Regions from separate parts of the Mus musculus genome. Here all the other regions are linked to region 1. Evidence: chromatin contacts called from public Hi-C and HiChIP or PLAC-seq data. All regions are on one chromosome and are shown on one strand. Each heading gives the region's core, a stretch centred on a gene start, on an enhancer-like site or on the middle of the called end of the contact. The rest is flanking DNA. Distances are from core to core; before and after follow the strand shown.

Region 1 (3,535 bases), core at 265-2,764:
GGGCCCTGCCCTTCAAGGATTTATAGGCAGTTAACAGTTACAGAGGGAGGGCTTATGAAGCCGTACCCCTTCCCAAATATACAGGCTGTTATCAATCACTGGGGGGAAAGAATTTTTTTTTCTCCAGTAGTTTAGCCACTCAGCTGTGCAAGCTCCTGCAAGTAACCCCGGTTAAACTGGCTGGTTCACCAAGCCGCTCTGGGGTAGAATTGTTACATTGTTTCTATCTCTGTACCCTTTCTGGAGTAGGTAGCCGTTGTTCATTTCTCCTGGGGGAGGAGGGTGTCCTTCACCCGGCCAATTATAATTGTTCTTGAGCCTAGCTTCTTTAAAATTAAGATGGGAAGAAAACTCAACAACCGTTGCGTGAGCAAACTAGACTATGGTGAGTCTGTTCTTTTAAATCTTAAAAAAAACCGCAGCGAGACCTTGGAAGGCACGTGTATCAACTGACATCGGTGCTTTCAAGTTACTGTGGAGACAATGAACACTTTTGAGGAAAGAAACAGGAGGGGGTCTGGGTGGCTCAGTCATAAAGAGCATGTGTGGAAGTCTACCTTCAATCCTTCCATCCCCGGCTTCACAAGCTGCATGTTCACCACTCTTGCCTTCCTAGCATGGGGGGGGGGGGGGGGGGGGGAAGCAGGAAGATCAGAGAAGTTCAGGGTCCTCTTCCTACCAGTAGGGAGTTCAAGACTAACCTAGCTTACCAAGAATTGGGTAAAACACTGGGCTGGGGTTCTGTGGGTCCCCTCCCTCCTGCTGCAGGGCCCTTGGATCAGGCAGTGGGCCATACAGCCATCTATGCCTTAAAAAAATAACATGCTACTCCAGGGTCATGGGACTAGTAAAATGCTCGGGACTAGTAAAATGCTCGACCTGTTTCTTTTTTTATATAGTGGGTACTTGTGGGAGATGAAGACTACAAAGTAGCCTATTGGGTATCCCTACCTCAGGCTCAGACTCCAGTAACAGATCTCCACTGTGAAGCCCCCAGAGAGGTTCTGAGGAGCCACCACAGCCTGAATGGCCTACAACAAGCACTATGTCAACCTAACACAGCTAGGTCCAGCAAGTCAGGACAAGCTTCCCCTCGGATGGATTCATATGTCTTAGAAGAGACTGTTATTATCACATGGAGCTAGAGAAGGGTCTCTGCTCCCTGTGCCAAGCCTTGGAGAGCCAGTGTTCTGCACATTCCACTCCAGGAGGGCAGGCCTCTTGTGGGCCACAATAGTTCAGGCAGCGAACCCCAGAGCCAACCTGCTATGTTCATGAGCTCGGAAGGCAAACACCTTGTCCACCACCCACCAACAGGGATGCCCTTGACCGAGCAGTTCCAAGGCCATTGCATAAAGATGAGGCTCTCATCTGGTATCCATGGTAACAGAAAGAGAGTCAAAGCTGGGTTTGAAGATCTTGATTAAAATTTACTTAGAGGGTAGAAGCTAAAGAGCAATGTCCCAGCGCAGGAGGAAGGGAAGGGGCCATGGGCTATTTGAGCCTCTCCAGGTTTTGTTTATAGCTGTTCCAGACTAAAATCCTCAGGTGGGGGTGGGGAGCCTCCTAGCCCTCCCTCCCGCCCCCGGGGTGCAATTGACAAAGCATTTCCTTTTCTCCAAGGCCAGGGCAGGATCACAAGAGCTTTTGCTGTTCTCAGCCCATGTTTGTTTTTGTAGTTTCTGCCAAGTTAAATCAATCCCGCTTGTGGCCGCGTTCAAAACTCGCGACTCGCTCGAACAGCCTCAGCCTTTGACTCCTTTCCAAGAACAGAGAGCGATGTTCGTATAGGTTTCACATGGCTGGAGATCAAATCCTCTAATTACTCAAATCTGTGTCACAGAAGTGCACATTAGCCACTTGCAAGATGACAGATTGCCATTATCTGATACGCCTGGCTAAAGCTCTTCCTTCCACTCGGAGGGAGCTTTTGCTTGCAACTGCACAACCTTGTCGTATGCCACGCACACCTCCCAGAGCTACAATCCGAGCCTCTATCCACCACTACAACCTGCCTGTACACAGCCGAGCCTTTTTCACAAAGCCCCTGCCGCCTCCTGGACCCAAGGTGCTGGCTGAAACCCTTAAGGTCCGATGCCAGGGCTTACAACGATGGAATCATTCTTAACAGAATCTTCTGGAATGCGAAGGGCAAGAGAAGTCCTGTGACTCTCTGTAGGAGGGATGAGTGCTGCCTTGAGACAGCCGGCACAGTAGCTTAATGGTGCATCTGTAAGGAGCCAGCTTGTGGGATTGCGGGTCCAGCTATTGGCCAAAAGGGTTAGAAATACAAATGCAAGCGGAAAGATCTCTCTGGTGCTACTTTCCTCAATTTGATGGGATGGAGAACCTGGGATAAAGACTCTGGATATGCCTAATGATGAATATCTAGATAGGTTACTAAAGTGGGAGGCCTGTCCACTATGGGCAGCACAATTCCGTAGGCTGTGGTCTTAGACTAAGTAAAAAGAAGTGAGCTGAGAACCTCCCCACCCCTCACCTGTTCCTGAGTGAAGATACCACGTGACCAGCAGCCTCCTCCGGATTCTACTGTTGTGTTTTATGAAAGAGGGAAAGAGCCACGAATGTGTTTGGTGGAGGTGCGGTATGGTGAAGTGGAAAGGGGTTCCTCTGCTGGCCCATGCTAAAACATCCCTTCCCCCTGAGGTACCAGCCATAGACTGATTAGTAGAGAATAGAGTTTATTTAGGGCATGAGAAAGAGAGTTGGGAAGGAAGGAGAGTCAGAGAGAGAGAGACAAAGAGAGAGAGACAGAGAGAGAGAGAGAGACGGGGCGAAGGGCAGCAGGAACATGTGGAGGGGGAGGGGAGGAAGGGGACAGGGAGAAGGGAGAGAAGGGGCAGATAGATTAAGAGAGTAAGAGATCTAGGAAGGGGCGAACAGCCACTTTTATAGTAAGCCAAGCATACCTGGCTATTGCCAGGTAACTGTGGGGCGGAGCCTAGAGGGAATACCAACACCTACTACTATCCCTTCCTCGCCACAGTGGACCCTAGGGAGAGTCCAAATGATCCCGCCCTTCTTCGAATTGCACCCGCCAGGTGTTTTGTCCCAGCAACAAAACAAATTGCTAGACAGCACCTAAGTGCTTGCCCTGGTGGCCTCCTGGCTGCACTTAAGTTTCTCAAGATGGTGAAATCGCACACAGAAACACAGAGCCTTGGCCAGACCTGGTCTGAGCAGCCCTGCAAAGCCCAGGGCTACCTGTGCCTTTCACAGTTGTCTTCTCCCTCTGTTCTTCAGTGAGGTAACACCACTGTCTCTGATCCTGAACTATAACCCCCATCCCAAGCTGGGAGTGGGGTCCCAAAGCCCAGTGATGAAGTACTTTTATTGCGTGCAAAAAGCCTTGAGATTGGTCTCCTGGCTCAGGAAAGCAATAAAATTACAAATAATGCCCACTGACTCTTAACACCTCCTTGGCTGGATCCCAGTGGGTCAAGGTCGGAGGAAGCCATAGGTAGGACTGGAACTGTGGCCCAGGAGAAAGGAAGATATAAGGGCCACCAGCAGA
Region 2 (3,535 bases), core at 731-3,230, 110 kb after region 1:
GAACAAGCATGCCTGTTATCTATCGACTAGACTAGCAAACAATCCAGAAACAAGAGAAACAAAGTCTTTCTAGAGATTACAGTTCCATTTCACTAGCAAAGATAAATTACCCCCACAGATGGGGGGGGGGGGGGCTGGTGGCTTTCTTCATCAGACGCGATTATCCTTCCTACCCAAGTGAAGGCAGTCCTCAAACTGATACATTCAAAATGCAAGTAGGCCTTTCTACTCTGGTTACAAAATTGACTTTAAGCAACCAAGGCTCCTGCCCCCTTACCATAGCGGATCCTGTGCCCCCACCCCAGCTACACCTCAAGACACCCCAAACCACAAGATTTGTAAGGGCCTGTGGCAAAGGCCAAAATCCCTATGGAGGCGACCAGTTTATAGCCCCTTAGTTTCAAAAGAATTTCTTGATGGTGGAGAAGGGGGAATTCTTGCGGGGCGGGCAGTTTGGTAATGACATTAATTTAAGATACAGGGCACTCTCATTCTGCAATCAGCGGTTCCTGCTTTCGGGGATAGGTGTATCAATGCAAATCAAGAGATCAGAAACGGTAAATACCATCAGCATCGGTTTAAACCCAAACGCCCTCCTGGAAGGTTGCTCAGCATTTCCTTCCTTCTTTGGACCCGACACAAGAAAGCGCCCCCGCACAGCAGGACTTGGAAAGATCCCCAAGTCCTGCTGCCTGACTCTGCCCCTTAACTCTCACCTGCTTGCGGGAACACTGGGGGGCTGGGGAACACTGAAGTCACTGTCCCAGTAGGGCGCGTCTCACGCAGCTCAGAAACTTAGGGCAAACCTCAAGAGTCCCTGACCCTCCTGGGCCCGGAGGCCGTGCCTACCTTCAGCCGAGCCAACAGGCCGCGGGGATTCGGGCCACAGACCTGACGGCCAGTAGGTGCTCTAGGGTTTGCACTGGGAGGATCATCGCCTCTTCCTCCTCCGGCCACCACAGTCATTTCTACCCAGGTATCCTCCAAAAACACGTCTGTGCTCCTTGACAGGGTCTCCTGAGCCCTGATCAAGCCCACACAGAATCCTCCAGAGGTGGAAGAAACGCTCGAGAAAACACTACGAGGACAGGGGGAAGGGCACTTCCCCTTCAGCCTCGCAAATCAAATCCCGGGGCCAAGCCCCCAGCTAAGCAGGACCCACCAAACACCACTTTGGCCACCAATTTCAACAAAAGGGAAGCCAAGACCTTCGATCGTGCGTTCCCCACTGCCCCGGGGAAAAAAAAGACTAACTCAGGACCGCATCTGCCCCGGAGGCAGACAAGGTTCAAGGGATGCATGTGGACTGGAACGGCGGTGACCTGGGAAGAAACGATGGAGTCCAGGTCTTGGGTCACACAGAGCACGTCTACCGGTGCACATCTCGACTGTGATGTACTTAAGAAAAGCTCCCGGCCGCTGCCCACCCCGGCCTCTGGAAACACTTAGTGGTCCCTAGAGCGCAGCTCATTGGAACCAGCCCCAGGCGACTGAGGGCACGGGCCCAAGCTGGCGCCGAGCGCGCGAAGCATGGCCTTGCCTGGCGCCCCTCGATCGAGAGCACCGGCGCCCGCGCGGCGGCCGAGAGAGTGGTGGAAGAGCGGGCAATGCTCGGAGGGCGCACGCAGGGTCCTTACCTGCCGTCCAGGGTGTCCAGAGCAGGAGCGCCGCAGCCGTCCAGACGGCCCGGGCGCACAGAGGCACACGGCTCGGCCGCACCCAGCCCCGAGCCATGCTGCGGGCCGTGGGTGCCCGGTCGCCTACCGCGCGCTCGGCCTTTGGGCTTCGGGCCGGGGCGCCTCAACCCCTCCCCGCCACGCGTCCGCTTCTTCCTTCCTCGCGCTTCGCAGGCTGGTCCCCTTCGAGGGCCACTCTGGTGTCCCTTTTTCCCTGCCCCGATGCACCGATTCACTGCAGAGACTCTGGGGCTCGGGCACGGGCGTCCCGCCGGCCGCCGGGAAGAGCACAGGGGGGGCGGAACGCGGGCGGGCGCGCAGGAGGCAGGGTCCCCAGCTCGCCCGCCCCGATGGGCAGAGAGGCCGGCGCCGGCGCCCTCTGCCGGAGTGACTCAAGGGCAGCGACCCGAGTGAGCGGGAAGGAGCCGGGTCCGCCCCTGCGTCCAGGGAGCCGCCTGCAGCACCCGCCCTCCCGCCAGCGCCTCCGGGACTTCTAGGCACAAAGGTGGAGCCTCCGGTTCATCTGCTCTTGCAGCAGTGTTGCCACCCACCATCAGAAGCCTGGAAACTTGGGGACCTGGACCACACAAATCATTAACTAGGCGTCCCTTGATGAAGCCCCACGAGGGGAATTCAGTTGTCAGTTCTTCGAAATCCTGGGCCCAAAGTGAGAGATGAGGTATGGTCTTCGAACACAGATTTTCCAGAATATAGCCGGCTGCGTCCCCATGGGCGTCCTGCCAAGCCCCTTGGGAGGATCAGGACCCTCCGGGAATCTAGCAAAAAGTCAGCACACGCCCCATTAATGAGGGTAGTAGGATGGGAGCCAACCAAGGCTATGACAACAGCCAGCACACATCAGGGAAGTGAAGGGTCCTGGGGCAGAGCTTGAGCGAGGGGTCCTGGAGTATCCCAAGAACACACTGGAGACCAGGGCGTCGACAATGTATGTGTTAACGTGTATTTTCCTAATGAATGTTATGTGCCTTTGCACGGTAGTATCTTTCCTTTGTTCACCAACAGCCTAAACTTCTTCTGGGAAATATCACTTCAAATATTTGAAAGGAGGAGGCTGGGAGTTTAATTCAAGGTCTTCTACATATTAGGCAAACAGTTTGATCTACATCCCCAGCCTTTGTTGTTGCTGCTTTGAGATGTGCTCATTTTTATTTTACATGCATGTGTGAGTACCTGCGTGCATGGCTGTGACCTAGATGTGTGCAGTGACAGAGGAGGTCAGAAGAGGGCTTTACATCCCCTTAAGCTAAGGTTGCAGATGATTGTGAGCTTCGTTGGGAGTGCTGGGGACTGAACCAGGGTCCTCTGCAAGAGCAGTCGGTGCTCTTAACTGCTGAGCCAGCTGTCTCTCCAGCCCCGGCAGCATCACTCCTCTTTGACAGGGTGTTGCCAAGGACCAAGGTTGGTCTTATTTGGTTCAGTTGTTTTCATTGTTGTTGATGTTGTTTTTAAACAGAGGTACATGAATCCTAGACTAACTTCAAAGTTGTTATGTAGCCAAAGATAACCTCGAGTGTACCCTGCCTTTGCCTCCTGAGCGCTTGGATTGCAGGCATGTGCAGATGGTGCTGGAGACTGAGCCCAGAACCTCTCGAATGTTAGGCAAGCACTCACCCACGAAGGCATAGCTCCAGCCCCACATTTGGTTTTAATTGGGTTGCCTGTAGTCTTGGTTTTTTTATGACTTTAAGAGTTATTTGTAGCTAGTCACGGTGGCATGTGTCTTTGATGAACTTGGGAGGCAGAGGCAGGCAGAGCTCTGTGAGTCTGAGACCAGCCTGGGCTGCAGAATCAGCTCCAGGATATCCAGACCTACATAATGAGACAGACTCCAAAAAAAA
Region 3 (3,535 bases), core at 696-3,195, 84 kb after region 1:
AGTGCTTGCAACCTAAGGGCGAAGACCGGAGTTCAAATCCCTAGAACACATATACAGTTGGTCATGACAGTGCATGTCTGCAATCTCAGCACTCCTATAAAAAGACAGGAGACAGAGACGGGGAAAGTGTATGCGCAACACACACACTCCACACACACACTCCACACTCCACACTCCACACACACACACACACACACACACACACACACACACACACACACACTCCACTCCCAGTGAACCATTTCCTCTGTCAAGGCTCTACCTCCAAAAATTCCCACAACCTTCCTAAACAGTAACTACCACCAGCTAGGGACCAAGTGTTCAAGCATGTGTGCCTATGGGGGACACTTCACTTTCAAACATTGCCCATGTGGCAGAGAAGGTAGAAACCAAGGTGCAGCGGTCACTGTCTCACTCAAGGTCATGAAAGCTGGGAACTGCGACTACCACATGCTGCTCCCAGAAACACCTGGTGTTCAGGAGTCACCCCTTCTAGAAGGAATCTGTCTCCTTCCCTGGCCTTCAGGAGCTCAGTGCCTCTCCATCCCCCACCCCCATGGAGAGAGAGAATGAATATGCGCAGAGCTGCCTGTCTGCCTGCCTAATCTCCCTATAGAATCCAGAATTGAGTGTTGGGTAATTCTCAGCACTGCTTTCTTAATTCTACTACAGCATCCACGAACAGTGCCTCTGAGAACATCTTTAAAAGCCTTCAGGAAGCCAGCGGCTCCTGGGGTCAATATGAAGTCACCTCTTGGCTGCACTCAGAGGAGCAACAGGAACAGAGGGAGGGGTGGCTATGGCTCAGGGCCAAGGCTGGCCTGATCTAATCATGGAAATTTGTTTCCTCAGCCACTAATCATTTTGGCCCCAGGAATTTTTCCATGTTCTTGCCAGGAGCACGAACCCCTGCGATAGGGGCTTGGGATGTGGCTCAATGGTAGAGCGTTAGTGCTCCCCAACACCACAAAAACAAAGAAACAAAGCCTGCAATAAATTACAAAGAGCCAAGAGTGGTGCCCAGCAAGCATCTTTGGAAGCAGAGGCAGGAGGATCTTAGTGAGTTCAGGGTTAGTCTGGACTACATAATGAGTTCTAGGCCAGCCAGAACTACATAGGGCAAGGAGTCCCTAGCTTTAAAAATAAAAGACAAATGTTTCATGTTTTCTCTTATGTGCAAAATCAAGATTATACAAATATGTGTGTGTGTGTGTGTGTGTGTGTGTGTGTGTGTGTGTGTGTGTATAAAATCAATGTAGAAGGCTGACTATTTGAGAAAAGGGTAGGGACCAAGGGAGAAGAGAGAACAGGAGGGCAATGGGGGTGATTACAGATAGACAATATACATATATGTTATCACAGTGAAACCTATGATATATATTTTAATACACATTAATGAACATGTATGAATAAAAATATGATATCCAATAAAAGGAGACTCTAACCATCTTGGCACCCATTTCAAGGTTTTACTGGGCTATAACCCTGAGAAAGACCCTGGGTCTCACTTACCCTTCAGCCTCCTCCTCCATTCCAACCTCCAACACCCCCTGAACTTCACGCACCTTCCATTAAAAATGAAAAGCCCCAAGAATTTCCAAGCATCGGCCAGCCAACCCCATCTGTTCCCACGATGGCCACTTCATTCCCCACTATGGTCACACAGACGCCAGGCTTCCAAACACGGACAGTGGCTGTGTTCGGAGCCCTCATCCGGGTCCTAACACTGGGATTTCTGAAAGGCGCTTCTATTTCGTAACTAAAAGAAACAGGATTTGGCAGGACCTCTTAGAGGATGCACAGTCTTTAGAGTGAGAACAAACTACTGCAGTCTCCCAAGAAGCCAACGAGGAAGAAAAACACGATCCTTTGCAAAATCCTTACAAAGTGCAGGCATCCAAAATGCTCGAGGATTCCCATCTGCTGTGGAAACGCTCTGCTCCTGCGACCAGGGCCAGCAACGCCAGTCAACAGACCTGGCCTCTCTTCCTAGCTCTCCAGCTTTGCCCCTTCATGGTGGCTCCAAAATTAATCCCCCTTGTTGACGTGTGTGTTGCTATCTGTCTCCCATCACCTTCCATTCAGGGAAGGTCATTTCTTTCTCCATGACCCTCCTGCCTCCTCCCCACTCCCTTCAACAGCTGGTGAGCAACACCACAGCTCAGCCACTGTGTGTCTGGCCCAGATTTCCAACTCCCAGCTTCCAGGGGAATCTCTGCTCTGTCTCCCCTGCTGTCATTTCGCCTTTATCCTGTTCCTAACATGTCTTCCATCTAAACTGCCCGGCCTAGGTCACCTACAAATCAACGGAGGAAAAATAAACTACAACAGACTGGAAAGGACAGAAAAGATTTGCAGAGAAACCACGTCCTCTCCCCTCCCCCCCAAGGCTGACTTGTGAAGGAAAGCACACGTCATGGACAGCCTGAGGCCGGGGACACACGCACTATGCAATGGGCAGAGAGGACCAGGTATCTTCACCAGGAATGGCCCCGTGGGCCACACAACCTTACACACTGGAAAGAAACTCCCTTGAAAGAGGAAAGAGTGAGTTACCAAGCAGATGTGGCACACCCTCAAAGACTCACTGAAGTCTGAAGTGTGGCTACCAACCTTGGTGGTATTAGATGTGACATCTATCGGAGGCAGGTCTAGTGGGAAAATGTGGGTCGATGGGGACATTCCCTCGAAGGACATGTTGGAACCCCACCCTTTCTCTCCCTGTCTTTGCTTCCCAGCCACCACGAGCAGCAGCAGCTTTCTCCACCATATCCTCCCTCGGTGATGCTCGCCCTCACTAGACACCCAAATGCAACAGAGCCAAAGGACCATGACTGACTCCACTCGCTCTGCCTTACAAACGGATCATCTTAGATAGTTTGTCATAGCAACAGAAAGCTGAGGTACCCAGGCCAGCTAGAAACACTAACAAGGCTTCGGTGGGACCCAGGCAGCAACACAGCCACCCCTCTCATACTCTCACCATTGTTTATTCATGGAGGGGGGGAGCTACCCTTCTGCCAGCATCATGGAGGCAGCCCAAGGACTCATAACTCACAGAAAGTGTAGGGAGTCATCTTCAACATAGGCTGGCACCCCTTTAACAACAGAATCAAAAGGACAATACAACTTGTGTATGGCTGTGAGAACCTGGAACAAGCCTGCAAGAAAACTCAGCGGGTAAAGGTTCCACATACATGTGCCATGGCACACTGAGATCACCACTCCACCACATACACGTGCAGACACACATATACACTCACACAAACACTCCCAAACACATAAACTCTCACACACACATACATACTCACATGCATATACACACTCACATACACATATACTCTCTACTTAAATATTCACATACACACTCACACATACACACACACATATACAGCCACATACACATTCACACACATATATACACACATAGACACTCACAAAACATACACTTACATACACACTCACACACACACACACACACACTCATACACATATATGTACTCACACACTCACAATACACTCATAACACTCATAC

What was found. Hi-C and Micro-C count contacts between places; a contact is called where the count stands out from the background. HiChIP or PLAC-seq counts read pairs in DNA pulled down with a chosen protein or histone mark.
Region 2: an H3K4me3 HiChIP or PLAC-seq map of craniofacial prominence shows a contact between it and region 1, with 4 times the contacts expected there. The contact joins the promoter of Ror2 here to the enhancer-like site in region 1. A contact is called at or near these places in 8 of 39 promoter capture datasets (Sertoli cells, cranial neural crest, embryonic stem cells and 3 more), 1 of 15 datasets of contacts at CTCF or cohesin (embryonic stem cells), 10 of 484 Hi-C or Micro-C datasets (ECoMG myeloid progenitors, Sertoli cells, cranial neural crest and 4 more), 23 of 115 datasets of contacts at active chromatin or transcription factors (the NIH/3T3 cell line, craniofacial prominence, embryonic basal ganglia and 11 more) and 3 of 9 other capture datasets (adipose tissue, embryonic stem cells and pancreatic islet).
Region 3: a contact with region 1 is called in a Hi-C map of uterus, with 2.0 times the contacts expected there. The contact joins two enhancer-like sites. A contact is called at or near these places in 1 of 484 Hi-C or Micro-C datasets (uterus), 3 of 115 datasets of contacts at active chromatin or transcription factors (embryonic fibroblasts and embryonic stem cells) and 2 of 9 other capture datasets (adipose tissue and pancreatic islet).

The regions. Positions count from the first base shown.
Region 1 is chr13:53,177,072-53,180,606 of GRCm38.p6, forward strand. The region is part of intron 1 of Ror2 (receptor tyrosine kinase-like orphan receptor 2); the gene reads right to left. Among named protein-coding and RNA genes, the nearest start is that of Gm52058, 9.1 kb to the left of the region's middle. Within about 2 kb of position 1,515, at least 41 of the 459 cell types and tissues checked have an H3K27ac peak or open chromatin away from gene starts, as enhancers often do. A contact at or near this core is called in Sertoli cells, craniofacial prominence, neural progenitor cells and 2 more, where this site is marked.
Region 2 is chr13:53,284,144-53,287,678 of GRCm38.p6, forward strand. It overlaps Ror2 (receptor tyrosine kinase-like orphan receptor 2), which reads right to left and starts at 1,981. Exons shown (of 9, transcript NM_013846.4): 1 at 1,638-1,981. The coding sequence starts at 1,734. Gm33574 (a long non-coding RNA gene) reads left to right here and starts at 2,038. Exons shown (of 3, transcript XR_382385.4): 1 at 2,038-2,355.
Region 3 is chr13:53,260,781-53,264,315 of GRCm38.p6, forward strand. The region is part of intron 1 of Ror2 (receptor tyrosine kinase-like orphan receptor 2); the gene reads right to left. Among named protein-coding and RNA genes, the nearest start is that of Ror2, 24 kb to the right of the region's middle. Within about 2 kb of position 1,946, at least 28 of the 459 cell types and tissues checked have an H3K27ac peak or open chromatin away from gene starts, as enhancers often do. A contact at or near this core is called in uterus, where this site is marked.